2 separate regions of the Mus musculus genome follow, and region 1 is linked to region 2. Evidence: chromatin contacts called from public HiChIP or PLAC-seq data. All regions are on one chromosome and are shown on one strand. Each heading gives the region's core, a stretch centred on a gene start, on an enhancer-like site or on the middle of the called end of the contact. The rest is flanking DNA. Distances are from core to core; before and after follow the strand shown.

The links. HiChIP or PLAC-seq counts read pairs in DNA pulled down with a chosen protein or histone mark.
Region 1: a contact with region 2 is called in an H3K4me3 HiChIP or PLAC-seq map of embryonic stem cells, with 13 read pairs. The contact joins two enhancer-like sites.

What each region holds. Positions count from the first base shown.
Region 1 is chr11:118,088,537-118,094,485 of GRCm38.p6, reverse strand. It overlaps Dnah17 (dynein, axonemal, heavy chain 17), which reads left to right. Exons shown (of 81, transcript NM_001167746.1): 30 at 266-392; 31 at 815-967; 32 at 2,967-3,092; 33 at 3,684-3,770; 34 at 5,405-5,530. Among named protein-coding and RNA genes, the nearest start is that of Dnah17, 38 kb to the left of the region's middle. Within about 2 kb of position 2,750, at least 4 of the 459 cell types and tissues checked have an H3K27ac peak or open chromatin away from gene starts, as enhancers often do. A contact at or near this core is called in embryonic stem cells, where this site is marked.
Region 2 is chr11:117,475,765-117,482,024 of GRCm38.p6, reverse strand. It overlaps Gm34418 (a long non-coding RNA gene), which reads left to right. Exons shown (of 2, transcript XR_389180.4): 2 at 1,961-2,453. Among named protein-coding and RNA genes, the nearest start is that of Gm34418, 4.2 kb to the left of the region's middle. Within about 2 kb of position 2,969, at least 108 of the 459 cell types and tissues checked have an H3K27ac peak or open chromatin away from gene starts, as enhancers often do. A contact at or near this core is called in embryonic stem cells, where this site is marked.

The sequences.
Region 1 (5,949 bases), core at 1,501-4,000, 610 kb before region 2:
GTCCAGTTGAGGTGTTGATGGGACAGGTCATGTGCCACCTGCTGTGCAAAGGCACAGGTCACAGGCTAATAATATTCCATCCCTGAGATGGATTAGGACACACACTGTGTGATCAGAGCTGGTGGAGGACAGGGGCATCTGGAGACGAATAGGGTCTGTGGAGAAAAACTAGATGCTTTCAGTAAGCCAAGGGCATGGGCTGGCCAAGAGCCCTACAGTAAAGGACCCACCAGTCCCTTCCCTCCCTTCCTCTCCTTCCCCTTAGCTTGGCTGTGTGTGAAAAGGCGCTGGCTGAATATCTGGAGACCAAGAGGCTGGCGTTCCCACGGTTCTATTTTGTCTCCTCCGCCGATCTGCTTGATATTCTCTCCAACGGAAACGACCCCGTGGAGGTAGGCAGGAATGCAATGGTGTAAACCCCTGCACCTAGGAGCCCTGGCTGGAGGACAAGCTCACAATGTATCCCGTGACTTTGGGCAAGTCACCTGACTCCACCCTGCTTGCCTCCTTCTATGGGATGGGTAAGAAGTTGGGGGGGGGGGGCTCTGTGAACATCTGAAAGATACACTGACTGGTTCTCTGTGTGGCCTTCATGACCTTTGCCCTGACACACACACCCTGGGATCTAGGAAGACGCGTCCCCAGAGCTCCTAGGAAAGAGAGGCCAGTTCTCCCCCCCCCCCAGCCTGTGGCTGCCTCCATTAACATCAGTCAAAGAAGACAAGGAACAAATATTCCAAAGACAAAAGAAAAAGGATGGGGGTGGGGCTTAAGTAGCCCAGAGCTCCCAGCAACTCTAGGGTCCTTCCCCCAGGTGAGCCGCCACCTGTCCAAGCTCTTCGACAGCCTGTGTAAGCTCAAGTTCCGCCTTGACGCTAGTGGAAAGCCACTCAAGTTTGGGCTGGGGATGTACAGCAAGGAGGACGAGTTTGTGGACTTTGATAAGGAGTGTGACCTCTCCGGGCAGGTGAGCCTTGGAGGGGCGGGGTTGGCTGCATGCTGCCATGTGGTCATCCATCTGTCAAGGAGATGCTTGGGGGCCTCTTTTTATCTGATGTACCAGTGGAGGTCAGAGGACAACTTTCGGGAGTCGGTTCTCTCCTTCCACTGTGTGGGCCCCAGGGATAGAGCTCATGTTTGCCAGGCTTGGCAGCAAGCACCTTTACCTGCTGAGCCATCTCACCGGCTCCAACTTTGTTATAGAATCTATAGCACACAGCCTTCCCGTAGTGTGTGGTAAAGGAAGGGGCAAAGGAAGGAAGAAGAGGTAGGCTTGACCCATCTCTGAATTGTCACAGCTGGTGCAGAAGGGGGCTGTGCCACCTGAACAGGTTCTGAGCCCCTGTGCACAGGAAGTGGGCATGACGATTGAGTGGCTTCAGAGAAGCAATCGTGTGGCCCTGGTCCTCCTTCCAGCAAGCATGTCACCTACACTCGGTTTACCGGATCCTACCTAACGACAGCAAACTTCTCACTGGCCCTTCCCCGACCTCGCTGCCTGACCTCTGACCCAGCCACAGAGATGATATGGCCATTAGCCTGAAGGAAAATGCGTAGGGGCAAACCAGAACCTCTCACTAGAGTCTGGGCACTAGGGAGGTCAGAGGGGCTAGATGGGGCTTAGCCTCCCATTGCTCCTCTCAGAGGGACTCTGAGCAGCAGCAAGGTCCTTTCAGGGGAGTGACCGCTAGAAAAGACAGCCTGCTCCCCGACCCAGGTGCAGCAGGGAGAGCTGGGCTTGATCAGCTGTGGTGCTGGAGATGAGCCCAGCACCCCATGAGAGCAAGGTAGACAGTCTCCCACTGAGATAGACTTCTCTGCATGGCTGCCTGCTCCCTTCTCCGACTTAGGGATAACTGTATACTCCGCAAGCTTTTGCCAGGTGTCCCTGGCTTACTAAAGCGGCCTTTAGGTGGGGTCAGCTTTGGGGGCTTTTTAAAAACTTTATCCTAGCCGGACGTTGGTGCCGCATGCCTTTAATCCCAGCACTTGGGAGGCACAGGCAGGCAGATCTCTGAGTTCAAGGCCAGCCTGGTCTACAGAGTGAGTTCCAGGACAGCCAGGCCTATACAGAGAAACCCTGTCTGGGGGGGGGAGGGGGGACACGGACTTTATCCTAGTGTGTGTGTGGGGGGGAGACACTCACATGGAGGTTAGAGGACAATTTTGTGGACATGATTCTCTCCTTCCATTTTATGGGGATTCTGTGTATCGAACCTAGGTCGTCAGTCTCACACTACAAATGCCTTTACCAACTGAGGCATCTCATTGGCTCGGGTGGGTCGTCTTCTACTGCTCTATGGGTAACATTAGCATCTCTGTCCCTGACGCTGGAGGGAGCTTCCAAGTTCTTGGCATCTTGTTTAAAGAGTTGAAGCTCACACACAAGTGATAAAAACAGCGGGCGGGCAGAGGAGAGACTATTTAGAGACAAAGCAAAGGAATAGAGCAGACACACAGGGGCAGTGGGCACTAAAATAAGTGGCTCAGAGTTCTGGCTGGGTGCCAACACTGTTTCTGTGGATCCAGGTGGAGGAGGAGTTGGTTGTTAATCCTGGACTTGGAACATGTGCGTGCCCGATCGTGCAAACCCATGAGATGGCTAACAGGGGATTTTCCTGAAGAGTTGACTTGGGATCCATTCTGCCTCTCTCCCCATGTACCCCAAAACTGGTCCACACTGGGCTGGCTCACTGCTTCTGGATCTGGGATGCTTGCTTGGTCCCCGGAAGGAAGCTATTGAGTAGCCATAGATCAGAGCGATGGTGGCTTTGTTTAGAGAGGGGTGTGGGTGAAGCTCAGTGCAGGTGGAGATCCCAGGTGGCCAACTTCTTTGTTGGGAAAGGACTGGGCAGAGGTCAGGACAGGCAGGGTGGCTCCGCCTGCCCGCCAAGCTCACCTGCTTCGGGCGTACCAGTCACTGTGATGAGATATGCCTGTGAGGTCAGAGTGAGGTCTTTCCCCAGGTGGAAGTGTGGCTGAATCGCGTGCTGGACCGAATGCGCGCCACGTTGCGCCACGAAATTCCAGAAGCCGTGGTGACTTACGAGGAGAAACCGAGGGAACAATGGATCTTTGACTACCCGGCCCAGGTCTGGAATGGATGCGGGCCCACTGCAGTGTGGCTCTGGGCCCTGGGTCATGCTCTTGTCTGTTGGGAATGGGGTTAACTGTATAATGCAAGCTCATTTAAAAGAAATTTCCCTTTATTTTATGTGTATGGGTGTTTTGCCTGTGTGTATATATGTGTACCACGTGTGCAATGCCCACAGTGCCCACTAGAGGGCGAAAGATCCCCAGGAACTGAAATTAAAGATGGTTGTGCGCATCCACGAGGGTAGAGTAGGATGGGGTGGGGGGAAGTAAACCCATGTCCTCTGGAAAAGCAGCCAGTGCTCTTAACCACAGAGCTGTCTGTCCAGCCTCGTGGCCTTGTCTTTTCTTTTTTCTGGGGGTGTAGATGAAAGTGGGGGTTCAAGACGGTTTCTCTGTGTAGCCCTGGCTTTCCCAGAACTCGTTCAGTAGACCAGGCTGGCCTCAAACTAAAGAGATCCACCTGCCTCTGCCTCCTGAGTGCTGGGATTAAAGGTGTGTGCCACCACACCTGGCTATGACCTCGTCTTACTGTCCATAAAGAACAGTTTCTTCTGGGTGGTTTCCAGGTGGCGCTGACATGCACGCAGATCTGGTGGACGACGGAGGTGGGCCTGGCGTTCGCAAGGCTGGAGGAAGGCTACGAAAACGCCATCAAAGACTACAACAAAAAGCAGGTTTGGAGGCTCTGGGCCCCACACTACCAGGCAGTAGCCAGAAGCCCCACCCCCATCCCACCCCCAACCCCCTGTCTTGATGAGAGTGCCTATTGCTGAGATAAAAACTACATGACCTAAAGCAACTTGGAGAGGAAAGGGTTTATTACAGGCGCAGCTCACAACTGTAGTCCGTCGTCCAGGAAGTCAGGACAGGAACCTGGAGGCAGGAACTGAAGCAGAGGCCACAGAGGATCGGAGGATCATTGCTTACTGGCTCGATCCTCAAGGCTTGCTCAGCCTGTTTTCTTTTGCAGCCCAGCATCCTCAGCCCAGGCTAGGCCCCACCCACAGCAGCCCGAGCCTTCTCCCATCAATCGCTAATTAAGGGAATGAACCACAGGCTTGCCCACAGGCTGATCTGGTGGGGGCATTTTCTCAGTTGAGGCTCTCTCTCTGAAACGACTGTAACTTGTGTCAAACTGACCTAGAAGCAGGCAGTTCAGGTCCCCCTCTCCAAGGTGAAGCTGTATTCACTGTCTGTGTGGGTCATAAGCTGTCCCGTAACAGTACAAGTGTCATCGTCACCAATACATTACTCCTTCTACAGTAAACAACTTGCTGGGGTCAAGCCTCAGAACCCTTCTACAGTGTGTCCCCAGAAATCAGACGCCAATCTACAGTGTGTCCCCAGAAATCAGACGCCAATCTACAGTGTGTCCCCAGAAATCAGACGCCAATCTACAGTGTGTCCCCAGAAATCAGACGCCAATCTACAGTGTGTCCCCAGAAATCAGACGCTAATCTACAATGTGTCCCCAGAAATCAGACACCAATCTACAGTGTGTCCCCAGAAATCAGACGCCAAAACTATTCTTTTTTTTTACAATCCCCACCCCCTCTGTCTCTTTGTGTGTGTATACATGTGCATCTCGTGTGCATGAGATCAGAAGACAACCTGTGTGTGTGTGTGGGGGGGGGGATCAATTCTTTGCTTCCCGTGAATGGAACTGGGGTTGTTGGGCTGGACGGCAGGCACCTCCATCCTCTGAGTACTTTCTTTCCCTTGAGTCTCTTGGTTAAATCTTAGAAGATGCGTGTGTGAGTTTGTGAGTGTGTGTCCGTGCACATGAACCTTGGGTGGTTTCTCAGGAAACTTAGTTTGAGGTCAGGGTCTGAAGCTTTCCCATTAGGCCAGGTTAGCCCCCGGGAGCCCTAGAGATCCTCCTGTGTCTGCCCCCCGAGGGGTGTTGGGATTACAAGCAAGATGCCTCCTTACTTACACGGGATCGAAGCCAGGTCCTTGTGCTTACAAAGACAGCACTCCACTGGCTATGCCATCGCTCGGGGCCGATTGTCTCCTGTAGCTTCAGAGCCTTCCTGCACATGTGGCCTGATTACAGGCAGCTGTTTTTACTGAAGGACAGGCTTGCTCTTCTAAGGGCTCCATAGTGTACCCACCTGGGAGGAGAGGAACTTTTCTGGAGGCTTTTTTTTTCCATCGTGGTAAACAAGGGCTGTGATCTTGCGTGCACACACACAGGCGCACGCACAAGCGTCATTCCCTGTGGGCCATGACAGCCTGGGCGTCCGGCCCAGTGAGCTCTGCCCCAGCACAGGCACACTTCTCTCTCTCTCTCACTCTCTCTCTGCAGATCAGCCAGCTGAATGCGCTCATCACTCTGCTCATTGGAAATCTCACCGCCGGTGACAGGATGAAGATCATGACCATCTGCACCATCGATGTGCACGCCCGAGACGTGGTGGCCAAGATGATCACCGCTAAGGCAGGAGCACCCAGCCGTGCCCCAGGCGCTGGGGAGGCGGGAGCACCCGGGATGGTGGGAAGAGCTGGGAACCCAAACACTCAAGAACTCCAGTGTTGACAACCTCCTCTTCCCAGGGTGGTGACTGAGGGTTAGGGCTGTCCTCTACACACACACACACACACACACACACACACAAAATCCATGGGGGTCAGATGAGTGGACTGCTAGAAGTTTCCATTCTTGTGTGTGTGTTCTTCTTATGTGCGCAGGCACATGTGCACGTATGTGTGCATACATGTGGCAGCCCGAGGATGACCTTAAATGTGGCCCCTCAGGTGCCATCCACCTTCCTTTTTGGAGACAGGCTCTCATATTGGCCTGGAACTCAGGCCCAGCCCCCACACTCCACACCCCACACTCCACACCCCACT
Region 2 (6,260 bases), core at 1,720-4,219:
GTGTGGACATCCGAGAACAACTACGGGAGTCAATTCTCTAGGGGGTCAAAGCCAGGTCATTAGGCTTGGTGGCAAGTACCTTCAGCTACTCCCTGCCCTCTGGTGTCACCATTGTTAAAGCACGTTGCTGGCCAGAGCTTTAACTCAGCAGGCTCTGTGTGCACACATGTGTTTATGTATGCATATGTGTGCACACATGTATGTTTCCATGTGTGTTCGTGTGTGTGTGTGGCTCAGAAGCTCCACAGCTCAGCAGCTTAGCTGCTTCTACACTTCAGGAAAACTTCTTGGCCTTGTGGAGATGGCAAAACAGTTGCCCGACAAGCATGGGACCTGAGTTCAATCTGAAGAATACACATACAAGCCAGATATGGTGGCCCCTGCTTGTACTCCCAGGGCTGGGGAGATGGGGACAGGGAGGCTCCTGGGGACAGGCCAGCCAGCTAGCCTGCTCATTGGGTTTCAGGGCAACAAACAAGGTGACAGCACCCAAGGAATGACAGCCAAGGTTGTCTTCTGAGTGCCATACACATTCACATACACACCCATGAACACACATGGGAACATACAGGTGTGCACTCATGTGCATACATAAACACACGTGTACACACATTCACACACACATACATGAGCATACACCTGTGAACACACATACGAACATACATGTGTGCACACATTCACACACACACATGAACATACACCTGTGAACACACATGTGAACATATGTGTGTGCACGCATGTGCATACATAAACACACACGTGTGCATGCACACAGACCTCACTGCTTTGGTATCACAACCATTTTCTTCAGTTGTTCCAACTGCCACCTAAATCCCCATATATCATTCGTATTGAGCCCTGGGCAATGAAACACGTGCACATATGCACACTTACATAGGGATGTCAATCCAGGGACATTACAGAGCCTCTCTAGGAGCATGGTAGCAGCTGTCCAATGCCCTGGGGTTGCTCAGCCGAGCAAAGCTTCCATTTTCAGGGAGCTTGGAGCACAGCTGTGCATAGGGTCAATGCCACATTCTCTCCTAGCGGTTTGCTCCAGGATCTCTGGGCAGGCCATCATGCCCTACCTGGGATCTGAACCCTGGTCCTCGAGCTTGAAGAGCCACTTCCCCAGCTCCTGATCTCTGGTTTTCAGCTGGAGGGTTTTGACTGTTCCTGTTTAATGGGCTGTCTCTGGGGTGGGGCTCATGTCCGACATCTTGCCTTGTCCTTGCTGTTTATCCCACCTGCTCTGTCCCTCCCTCCTCTCTGCCTTGTGTATTTCTTAGGATTCCATTTGTTGCTGTGTCAAGGATTAATCATGTATCCCAGGCTGGCCTTGAACTTGATTGTAGCCGAGGATAGCAGCCTATAACTTCTGCTCCTCCTGCCTCTATTTTCCAGTGCTGGGAATATAGACCTGTGCTGCCATAATTACTTTATGCCCAGTTCATGTGGTGCTGGGGGTTGAGCCCGCTTAGACTCTCTTGGACCCCAGTTTATCCTCTCATGAAGGAATAGCAGTGTGTGCTCGCCCAGCTCCGCAAGCCATGTGTTGTGGTTCCCTCTGTCTTATGTTAGGCAGTGTGCTGCATTTGCACTGTGCGGTTGGTTGTTACCAGTTCATTGTTAGTCTCTGCTCCCCAAAGTCCAAACAAGTGAGGCTCAGCCACCTGCCCCAATACATCCAACCCAGAGCCAAGCAGCGCCACCCTGGGGAAGCAGGTAAAAAACTTTCCATGACTCCAGATCCATCCAAGAGATGACTGCTTCTATGCTGGGGGTGGGGGGTGGGGGGTGGGGGGGTGGGGGGGTGGGGGGGTGGGGAAGGGGGTAGCCTCAGCTCCCACGGTTCTTAGTGACTATCATGGGTCAGCTGTCCTGTGGGGCTTCCTGTTGTCTGGGGCAGGTGTGGTCTCTTGTTGTAAAGATGTTTATTGGATGATCCGGATGTTTCAAGGAACCGCTGCACCTTGGAAGGAGAGAAGAGCCATGAAAGAGCAGAGCGACTCAGAGAGCAAGGAGATGGCGTCAGGCCAGCCACTGGCCTCAGGCAGCAACAGGGCCAAGCTCTACGGGGCTATGGGTCGGAGGGAGGCAGGAGCTCACCTCCAGCACCCACAGAGCCTTGGCAGCAGGAGAGAAGTTAGCTTGAGAAACGCACGGAATGGATGAAGAGAAGAAAGCTCGGTCCACTTAAGTGCATCGAACATAAATCGGAGGCTGGTTTCCAGCCCTCCATAGAGCTGGCCTGGGTCCCCCTCTTTGTGCCGCACTCACAGCCCTGAGCTGTAGTCTGCTCATCTTTAAGCCCAACAATCCCCGTGCTATCTCCCCAGCTTTTCAACCGCTGCAGCTCACGGCCCTGAACACATTTTGTGAAGGGCTAGAGCTGGACATATGCGAACAATTAAACTCCTCTAGATCCTCCACCCAGGAGCCAGGCCCTGAGACATGAAGTCATGCTTCTATTTTTCTCTCTTTCCTTGTGGAGAGGAGATTTGGGAAGGGTGGAGGGACCTGGCAAGAGGGAGAGCAAAGATGGCCGGAGCAGGAGAGCTGCCGGCTGGAGATTTGTTCTGGAAGCTGCAGATGGTTCCAGAAGGCGCTGGTTGCCCCCAAGGGTTCCCTCCTCTGGCCGCCACTGCTTTCCCTGATTCTTCCCATTGTTCTGAAGCCAGATGCAAGGACTCCTGTTCCAGGATACTGCCTCCCTCCCCCTCACAAGTTAGAAAGAAGCCTTGGGTGAGGGGCGCTGAGGGATTGCAGGCGGGGGAAGGGCTGCCCCTCTGCCAGGCACGCTGCGCTGCGGAATCACTGTTTTCTTTTCTTTCTTTTTTTTTTTTGAAGTCAAAACCACTCATGAGGCTTCCCCCTCCCCTACCCAGAGCCCCTCCATTATCCCTAGGCCATTTGGTGGTGGTTGCCATGGAGACCACAAGCAAAATGGCATGCAAATCAACACAGCAAGAACAACAGCAGAAGATGGGCCCAGGGAGTGAGGGCAGCTGGAAATGCCTCTACCCACAGCACCCCTAGAATAAAAGGCTCTGGATCCCTCAGGGTTTGAGGAGGTTCCCCATCAGCCATAGGACGGACGGAGGCTGAGTGGGTGTCCTGAGAGGATAACCAAGGAAAACTCAAAAAGCGATCTGCCTACTTCCTGGCCCAGTCTTTAGCATTAGCCATCAAATAGGGAGGGGCTCTAGGTCTGGCTTGGGGCCAGAAGGATGCTCAGGGCAGAGGCTTTCCTGGCCAGAAGATACCTGGCTCACAGCCATCCAGGGATGAACATGGCAGATCAGCCATCCCAAAGCCAGGTCCCTCGGGCTTGGCACAGGCGCTTTCTCTCCACCCATTTGGAAACCATCTCTGTTCAGACTCCTGGGGCCTCAAAGAGGCAAGGCAGCAGCTCAATTTTTTAAGAAGAAAAAAACCACAGCTCCCAAGAATCTAAATCTGTGAACTTGGGGCCTCTTGATTGAAATGAGAGTTGACTACGGAACTGGGGGTTTGGATGCCCTTTTCTGTATCCTAGAGGTTTCCCCACTGAGGTTGATCAAAGGCCCAGGAAATGGCCTGCGATAGGCTAGCGATCATGGTGCCGCCTCATGTTCCTGCTCAGAGGCAGTGGGGAGAGAGGGAAATGTTCTGCACGTGGCCTGGCTCCCTGGGTTAGGAGTGATGTGGAGGCTTCTTGGAGCAGTATCCCCAAAGCAGCAGTCAGTTCACACCAGGACCTCTCCCTGAGCTCCATCTCAGCTGCATGGTTTTCTGAGCACACACAGCCTGCAGAAGTGATAGGCTCAGGGCTGGGAAGGACCTGCCCCATTACTTCTGTAACTTTCTTCACCCAGAGCTCAACAGCCCACTGTGTTTTGAAGTGGAAACTTAAGGGTTCTTTGAAAAGTCAGTTGTGTTGGATGGTGTCTTGCTGGGGCAAACACACAAAGGAACATTTCGCCGAAGCAAACACAGGTGAAAGGATGTTCTGCTAAAGGAAGCATGTGAAAGGACACGTGATGAAGGATTCTTCACTTACGACATGCATGTATTGGTCCGTCTTACAGTGCATAGTTGAGCTCCATTTGTCAGGGCTCCATAGAGAGAAATGCACCAAAAAAACCTTCTAGTGGTGTGCTATGGCTTCTTGCTGCTTTCCGGGACACGGGCAGAGCGATGTCAACTGAGACAGACACACGGGCTGAGGCAAGACACTTGGTGAAGCAAGACCCGTGGAGGACACGTGAAGTTTGAGGGAATTATAAATAGGACTTGGTGGACAGTGATGGGAGCTGGCTGGGCTTGGCTTGGCTGGGCTGAGCTGAGCTTCAGGCTTGCTTAAAGAGCTGGCTGGGCAATGCTTGTTGGTCTTGAGTCTTCGCTGATCTTCGCTTCTTTGGGAGAGAGCAGCAGCTGAGAACTTTTCCTGGAGTCCCTCCTGCTGACTTGTGCTGATTTGGCTGAGGCCTGGCTATCCCTGTAGACTGCTGATGTATCTGGGAAGTGTTTGCAAGTGGACTGAGCTGCTGCTGCTGGCCTGTAAACTGAACTGCTGATTTCCTGACAACACAGATGGGATTTGTTCCAAAGAACCATCTCTAAACAGGTCCACTTCCCACCTCCCTTCTGCTCCATATCCTCTCGTTTCCATTGCCTCTGGTGGGTGGTGGGCTAGAAGGGAGGTTAAAGCATTTAAGAACCATTGTTTGAAAAAACAAAAAAAAAGGGGGGGGGGCTTTGAAAAAAACTAAAGTTATAATACTCTGTGTTCACAGCCCCATCTGCTTGCTCAGACCAGATATCTGGTGCATGGCCATGAAGATGGTCAGAGCCCAGGCACAGGGACCCATTTTCCTCTAGGGCATCTCCCCATGCCACTGGGGTGAAACTCAGGAAACTCCTGCCTCAGAAGAGGAAGGGTCAGCTCTCTGTCGCCTGTCCCAGGAACACTAGAGGATCAGCTCTCCTGGTTTTTGGCCCCCATGGGTGTGACTCAGGACAGACAGGAGCAGGGTCAGGGCCCTTGGTGAGCAGAGGCCAGGGCTGCAGAGCTGATGTCTGCCTCCCTGCTGTGTTCTGATGTGTTGCTCTTTCACATGTCGGGGATCTGTTCCTCAAAACCATGCGGTGATGTCATCTGCAGGTGTGGGTAGGCGGTGATTGGGGTTAGACACTGTCATGACAATGGAGCCCCTATGGTGGTATTAGTGGTTTCATAAGAACAAGAAAAGAGGGCTTCCAAGGGAGGGTGGGAGCTGGAAGTGTTTGTGTGACTACATGAATGGGAAGAATCAGAGTGAAAAAGGAGAGACTCTACTCTGATGAAAGAAAGGGGGAGGGGGAAGAGAGAGGGGAGGGAGAGAGGAGGGAGGGGGAGGGGAGCAGGGGGGAGGGGGAGAGTGGGGAGGGAGAGAGGAAGAAAGAAGGTGGTGGGACGGGGAAGTGTGGGGAGGGAAGGGGAGGGGAGGGAGGGGAAGAGGAGGGAGGGAGAGCATAGCATTGTAATAGCTCTCAAGTTATGCTCAGAAATCCCATCTTTCCTTTTCTCTCTCATTCAGTAAGCTAGCCAAGGTGTCTCTTGGGCTGGAGGACACTGCAGTCCAAGAAGGAAATGCCAAGATTCACTAGGCTCGCAAGAGAGGTTCAGTCTGCCTCTTTTCCCTGTAAACGGAGTTTCTGGAAAACTGCAGGTTTAAGGCTGGGAGGGATACTTAGCAGTGGTAGTTGTACTGGAGTCCTTGTTGCTTTGTCAACAGGTTTCAACCAGATCGCTGGGTGAGAGGTTCCCTTTTCTTCTCCTGTTCCTGAGAACTTCCCGGCCTCTCTGTCCTTTCTCAGTCTGCTATTGGAGTCTCCAAGATAGGGAAGTGTCTCCCAGGAACCACCATGTTGCTCCAGGCATCACCCTGAGAGGAACCCTAAGCAAGGAGGGCTTCATAGTCCGTGGCCGGTTCTCTGTGAGAAGGACCAAGCCTGTGGGTTACTGTGGGGCTTCAGCTGCGAGCCACTGTCTGGCGGATCGCTCAGCCTCTGGTGCTGCCTCCCAGGACCCTTTAGTTTGCTGCCGGAAGGGACTAAAAGCTCTCTGAACTCAGATCTGGTCTTCAGGATTGGGAGGTGTCAGAACACAGAATGGCGAAGCTTCCAAAGAAAACACGCCCCTCTTCAGACACGCCCCCCTGCAGACACGCCCCTGGCTGGCACAGCCCTCTGCCTGCACAGCTCAGGCATAAGCAGTAGGAACAGAGCGAGCCACA